Linked DNA regions of Mus musculus: region 2 is linked to region 1. A link is a contact called in public Micro-C data. All regions are on one chromosome and are shown on one strand. The core of a region is the stretch at or near the end of the contact, and the rest is flanking DNA. Distances in the headings are between cores, read along the strand shown. Region 1 holds the start of Ptp4a3 (protein tyrosine phosphatase 4a3). Region 2 overlaps Gm39556 (a long non-coding RNA gene).

Region 1 (3,047 bases), core at 271-2,770:
TCCCAGACCTCGAGGGCTGAGGTCTCGTGATAGGTTCTGGATGGCTCCCCAATCTGGACCTCTGCCTAGAACACCAGGTCATTTGTTCCTTCCATAAACAAGCGGGAGCTTCTTGGTGCCATGCCTGGGTGGGAGGTGGGGTATGGGTGGGGCCCAGTGCTAGGTTCCCCCTCCCTTTAAGGATGCCTTCCCTGGGCTGGGCACATAGCCAAGGGGGTTGGGGAGAGCCTGGGGTTAAGGAGCCTGTTTTGTGAGGGGTTGCACCCTTGGAACTGTGCGACACAGGGGTGTAAGAGCTTTGGATGAGTTCCGAGGGACTGGCGTGGGTGGAGCCTGCTAGGGTCTCCCCTCCTGGCCCCAGAGATGGGTTACTCTGGGAGGGCTCCAAGAAGGCTCTGGATGTGTTATATATAGACTTCTCCGAAAGGCTTGGGGCCCTGCCAGCTGTAGCAGGTGCCCCCAGGATTAGCTAGAGGCCCCAGCATGCTGGTGTGTGTGTGTGTGTGTGTGTGTGTGTGTGGTGTCACTTGGAGCCCCGGTTGCAGCCCTGGCTGGTGCAGCATCTCAGACGTTGCTGGGCCTGTCACTAACAAACCCTTTTCTAGACAACTGATGGGCCACCAGGGATGGTTTGATGTGCTTTCTCCTACCCACCTGGGATTGGGACCAGTAGGGTCTCTGGGGGAGGGCAAATCTCCAGTCATGGTCCAGCTACCTGGCTGGGTGACTTGGGGCATCTACTCAGTATCTGTTGTGTTGCTGGAGGCTGGTGCCTTGTGGAGGGTTCAGGATCTGCAGTCAGGATGGAAACTAGTGGAACAGCTGAGACCATGGGTCTGGTCAGCAACAATGCCGTTAACCTGCTGGATTTATAAGGGTGGCATATTCTGGGGATCTTAGGTGGCTGCCTAGCTTTCTGGGGGTGAGCCAGGATGGGGCTGCAATGGGATGCTCCAGCCTGGACGTTATCAGCCCTGCTTACCTGGGCCAGGGGGAGAATGGGGGATAGTAGGCTCTGCTGTGCAAGGTTGGCTAATGAGACTTCTCTCTGGGAGTATTAGGGGCATGCCCTCCCCTGGCTCAGGTCCAGCCTTTCAGGGATCATTCCTCTCCCCAGCACCAACTACTGATTGCAGGGCCAGGCCTCTGTCTGGGAGCCGGGCTTGGGCCAGGGTTCCCAGCAAGGCAAGGCCTCTGGGGATTCTGTGAGCTGGAACTCAAGCCCTGCACCAGAAGGCTCCCAGGGCGGTGCAGCCACTGGGGCAGGTGCGGACTGACATCTGTCTCCATTCTTGGGCGGGAGAGCACAGGGTTCCTGCCTGGGATGCCCTAGGACAGAACCAGGATTCCGTCTGGTCAGTGGAGCCCAGGAGACGATCCTGCTCAGGGGATGCCCTGGAAGACTTCAGGAGAGCTGGGTGGGTGTCAGTTCCCTTGGAGATGAGCCTGTGTAGAGTCGGCTCCCATCTCTTGTGTGACTCGAGTGTGCGTAGGTTCAGTGCCTCAGGTTCTTCAGCTGTAGTCTGGGAGTGGTGGCTCTTAAGGTGAAGTGTGGGCTAGTGCGGCTGAGCACACAGTAGCTGTTCAGTGTGCGCATATGAAGCTGGAGAGCTGGAAGGGTTCCTCCTGGCTTGTGGCCCCTCTGCAGAAGGAGGTCTCCTACCCAGCAGGATGCAGAGGGGATGGCAGGCGGGTCCGCGGTGGTCCTCTCCCTTCCTCCTTCCTCTTCCTCTGCTGGCCGCGCCTTTGTTTGCGTGCTATCTTTAGGCAGCAGGTGCGGGAGCCGCTGTGAGTCGGGTCGCCCGCCGGTCACCGCCCCCCCACGTGACGCCGGGCGCTATAAATAGCTGGGCGGCGGGCGGCGGGCATCCGCCCGGAGCCGGCGCCGCTGCGGAGGGCGCGCACGGGTCCCGGCCCGGCCGGCCGGCGCATGGAGGCGGCCGCACGCCTGCGGGCGCGGGTGAGCCGGGCTGCGGGCGGCGGGGACCCGGCCTCGAGGACGCTCCCGAACCCTAACCCTACTGGGATGGGCCCTGCACGGGATGGCGGCTCCCTGGCGGGCTGGGTGGGAAGTCCCGCTGAGGTCGGGGAGCTGTGTGCCCTCCCCACGCCCCACTACGGGTCCTTGGGGTCCCCAGCCCATCCACGGAGCAGTCTTGCCTGTCTTGACAGCACAGAGTCCTGAACTGTGACCCCTGACTCCTAAGTGTCACACAGGGTCCCATTTAGGTCCCTTCTGAAGCTAGATGCACTCCCACCCCACCACTTGAGGGTGTGGCTTCTGACTACCTCTGTGTCTTTTTTTCCCCCCTGGGGTTCAAGTGTTCCCGATTACTAGACTCGATGTTGAGAAAACCTGGGTGTCTGGACGGCCGGAGCTGGCCAGGGTCCAGAGAAGGTCCTTCCACGCCCCTCTGTCCCATGTCCTCCTCTGGCAAACAGGGACAAAAATGGGTCTTGAAAAACATGCCGGTCTGGGAGCAGCTGAGGGCTTAAGATACTGCTAGAGGAGGCTGGGCGGGGATAGAGAAGGGCCCAGGTCATAGTAGGGTCCTTAAGCACCAGGGGTGGGGAGGGTGTGGTGGCTTGACTGAGTGCCTGTTGAGGCAAGGTGAGCTCAGCTTCTGTTCACACCTAGAGCTGCTGGGATAGGGGTGTAGGTAGCCGGTGGGCCCACAAGCCTTGGCTCAGGCCTGCTAGAATGCAGTAGAGGTAGACCCCCCCACCCCCCCACCTTGTTCTCTGGTCTTCTTAACCCCATAGAAGTGATGTGTCCACCTGGGCATGGTGGCAGATGCCTTAAGTCCTAGCACTCAGGAGGCCCAGCCAGGTGGATCTCTGTGAGTCTGAGGTCAGCCTGGTCTACAAAGTGCGGTCCAGGAGGTAAGACAGGGACAGAGAAACACTGTCTCCAAAGGGGGTGAGCGGAGTGATGTGTCGGCAGAGGGGCTCCTTTTTGGGAGGGCAGCCACCATGTGGTTGAGCCTGGGTAGACTCAGGCATGCTGTGGGCATGCCCCTTTTTGCCCACACTTAGGGGTGTGGCCC
Region 2 (3,125 bases), core at 170-2,669, 1.2 Mb after region 1:
AACTGAGGTGGGACTTTCCAGAAACTGTTGCTGGTTTCGCTTTATCTGAGTACCATCTGTTCTTGGCCCTGAGCCGGGGCCCAGGTGCTTGACCACAGATATCCTGTTTGGCCCCTGTCCCGGTATTATTCAGCCTTATTCTTTAACTAAACTTCCTTGTAACTTTTGAGAACTCAGCTCTGGTACTTTTTCATGCCTTGCAAAATGGCGTTACTGCAGCTAGCTTGCTAAGCCTTATGGTGGGGTCTTTCAAGGTTATGATGACTACAGCTGCCAGAAATAACAGTCCTTGAGAAAACTCCCCTACCCGCCTCAGTCTGAAAACCACAAACTGCTTAGATCTTGCTGACAGAGTTTTCTGCCAAATTAAAAATGTGCCGCTGCTTTGCTAAGCAATAATAAAATAACTGCATGACCCCCCTTAAAAGAGTATCAAAGAGGTGTACTTTTTACAAATCGGGGTTGACTCTCCCTGCGAGGCTGAGCAACCCTACGCGAGTCGTCGTAATAAAACCTCTTGTCATTACAGTGACCTGTCATCAAGCGGAGTTTCTGGGGGTCGAGTTCTCTACACCTGGGCCTCTGGAGATCCAACACCCTCAGAGAAAGGGGATAGCAAAAGGGGGTGCTCACCCCCTGTATAGCCCTGGCTGTCCTGGAACTCACTTTGTAGACCAGGCTGGCCTTGAACTCAGAAATCCGCCTGCCTCTGCCTCCCGAGGGCTGGGATTAAAGGCGTGCGCCGCCACACCCGGCTTGTTATTTTTATAGATACCGTTTCAGGATGGGTAGAAGTCTACCCTACAAAGAAGGAGACTCCCAATGTCCTGGCAAAGCAGCTTCTGGAGGGCCTCAGACCCAGGTATGTATGGCCTGCCTACTCAGCTTGGGTCTGACAAGCTCTAGCACAGGTGCTGGGGACCAGTTGAAAATTGCATTGTGCATCCAGACTCCAGCATTCGGGGCAAGTAAAGAGGATGAATCAGACCCTGAAGGAGACCTTGACCAAATTAACCCCTGAAACTGGCGCTGACTGAGTGTCTCTCCTTGTCTTATATAGAGCTAGGAACATCCCCTATATTTTAGGTCCCCCTCTTTTTTTTTAGATCCTATATGGGAGACCCCTCCCCTGCTGCCTAACCTCCAGTCTGATATCTTAGCAGAATATGACCAAAATAAGTTTTTTAAATCCTTGGAAGCCCTCCATAGGGTCCAGAAGCAACTCTGGCCTGCCGTGTGCCAGGTTTATGAGTCAGTTCCTCTCCCTAACCCCCACTGCTTTGAACCAGGTGAAACCAGAATCTGTCTGGATTCAGAGACACAACCACAAGACTCTGGAACCTGGCAGGAAAGGGCCTCACACTGCCATCCTGACCACACCTATGGCTGTTAAGGTGGACCGGATCTGGATACACCCCTCTCACCTTAAGTCTGCCAGCTGAGGTCCCCGCGGAGGAGCCTTCCGGGTGAACTACCACACCCTGTCAATCCGATTTGTGAAACTGCGACTCCAACACCCCCGATCCTGCTTGCTTCGCCTCGCCAGTCAGTAGCCCTCCCCCACTTACTATTTGGGTATCCACAGATAGTGCCATGCATTGTATAAAGATGGGGCTGGGATTTGATCTGACCATCTCCTTAGAATATTTTTCAGTGTCTGAGTGCCCATGGCTTGGCTTTGGGTTGTCTGTAACAACCTTGTCATCAAGTGACCAAGCCCTCTCAGTCAGTCAACGGGTTCTCCAGCACAGGAGTGAGGATTGAAAAGAAAGAGACGATTGAACAACGCTGCAGCATGAGCCCTTTTTTTTTTTTTTTTTTGAGACAGGGTTTCTCTGTGTAGCCCTGGCTTTCCTGGAACTCACTTTGTAGACCAGGCTGGCCTTGAACTCAGAAATCGGCCTGCCTCTGCCTCCCGAGTGCTGGGATTAAAGGCGTGTGCCACCACGCCTGGCTCTGCAGTTATTTCTTTGTCATGCTCCAATGTCAGATTCCTACCTGAGCTTACTTCCTTATCATGGCCAATGTCAGATTCTGGTCTGAAACCCATTTCCCTGTCCTTGGCCAATGTCAGATTCCTGCCAAGAGGCACCCCAGAAGGCTTTCTACAGTCAAGTTCACAAAGTGGCTGGCAGGAAGGCTGACCGTGGTGCCAGTTCTTAACTCCTCTTTCCTTGGACTTAACACAGAACGGTTGGTTACCGGACAGGGACTTGTTTCACAGTGGGTAGAGTGGGCAGGAGTCGGGGAAGCAAGCAATCACCTGGGAACCCTGAATCAGTGTGGGGTTGTGACGTCAGCAATGTTTGTAGTTGACTAAAGTCATACACGTAAACCAGGCAGAGGGCTTGTCTAACACGCACACAATCCTGGATTCAAGGCTCAGTATTAAAAAAAAAAAAAAAAGAAAAAAAAAAAAGGATAGAAATCATGACTGAGAGAGTGTTTGAACCAAGGCAATATTTCAGACAATTTCTGGAAACTTCTTCATAAAGGCCTTTAACACTGTAAAGCAATATAGCGCAAATGCCTGTAATACCAGAAGTTGGGAGGCCCAGGAAAGAGGCTCACCGCAAGCTCACTTTGGACTCCACAGCAAGTCCATAATTTTAAAAAACGAAACAAACCAAAAACACCTCTAAGCGAAATTAAGTCAACTGAGGAGCTCTAGGGGCCTTGGGACTCTGTCAACCGTGGATGGCTGGGGGCATCACTTGGGTGTCACGTGTCATTCCTCAGAGCAGATGGCCATCCCTTGGGAAGAGCCCTGGAGTTTGCACAGATGTGTGGCACAGGGGTTGCTTGGCAGTCCCTGGGGGAGCTTTGAGGCAGGCCTCATCCCACGGGAGGTCACGCAGTCCTTTGAGGTAGAGGCTACAGGAAGGGAGGCTTTGGTTCTTACCTTCCTGAAGGAACGAATGAAGTCAAGAGGCAGCATAGACTGTTTACATTTATTTAGCAAAGAAGTGGTTTATTTCAGAAAGCTAAAGATAGCAATGAGATTGGAGGGGGCTGTTGAAGATGGGGAGCGAGCCGAGGGGGTCTCTGCTGAGGATTTTAAAGGAGTTCCATGAATATTTGTGAGGTGAGTTTTAGCACATCCACGCCCTTAAGCCCTAGCAGTG

What was found. Hi-C and Micro-C count contacts between places; a contact is called where the count stands out from the background.
Region 2: a Micro-C map of the HL-1 cell line shows a contact between it and region 1, with 2.1 times the contacts expected there. A contact is called at or near these places in 1 of 39 promoter capture datasets (pre-B cells), 1 of 484 Hi-C or Micro-C datasets (the HL-1 cell line) and 1 of 130 datasets of targeted methods (the 230-238 cell line).

Annotation. Positions count from the first base shown.
Region 1 is chr15:73,746,506-73,749,552 of GRCm38.p6, forward strand. Ptp4a3 (protein tyrosine phosphatase 4a3) reads left to right here and starts at 1,521. Exons shown (of 6, transcript NM_008975.3): 1 at 1,521-1,960.
Region 2 is chr15:74,933,997-74,937,121 of GRCm38.p6, forward strand. It overlaps Gm39556 (a long non-coding RNA gene), which reads left to right. Exons shown (of 5, transcript XR_003951655.1): 4 at 530-862; 5 at 1,290-1,446. Among named protein-coding and RNA genes, the nearest start is that of Gm39556, 9.1 kb to the left of the region's middle.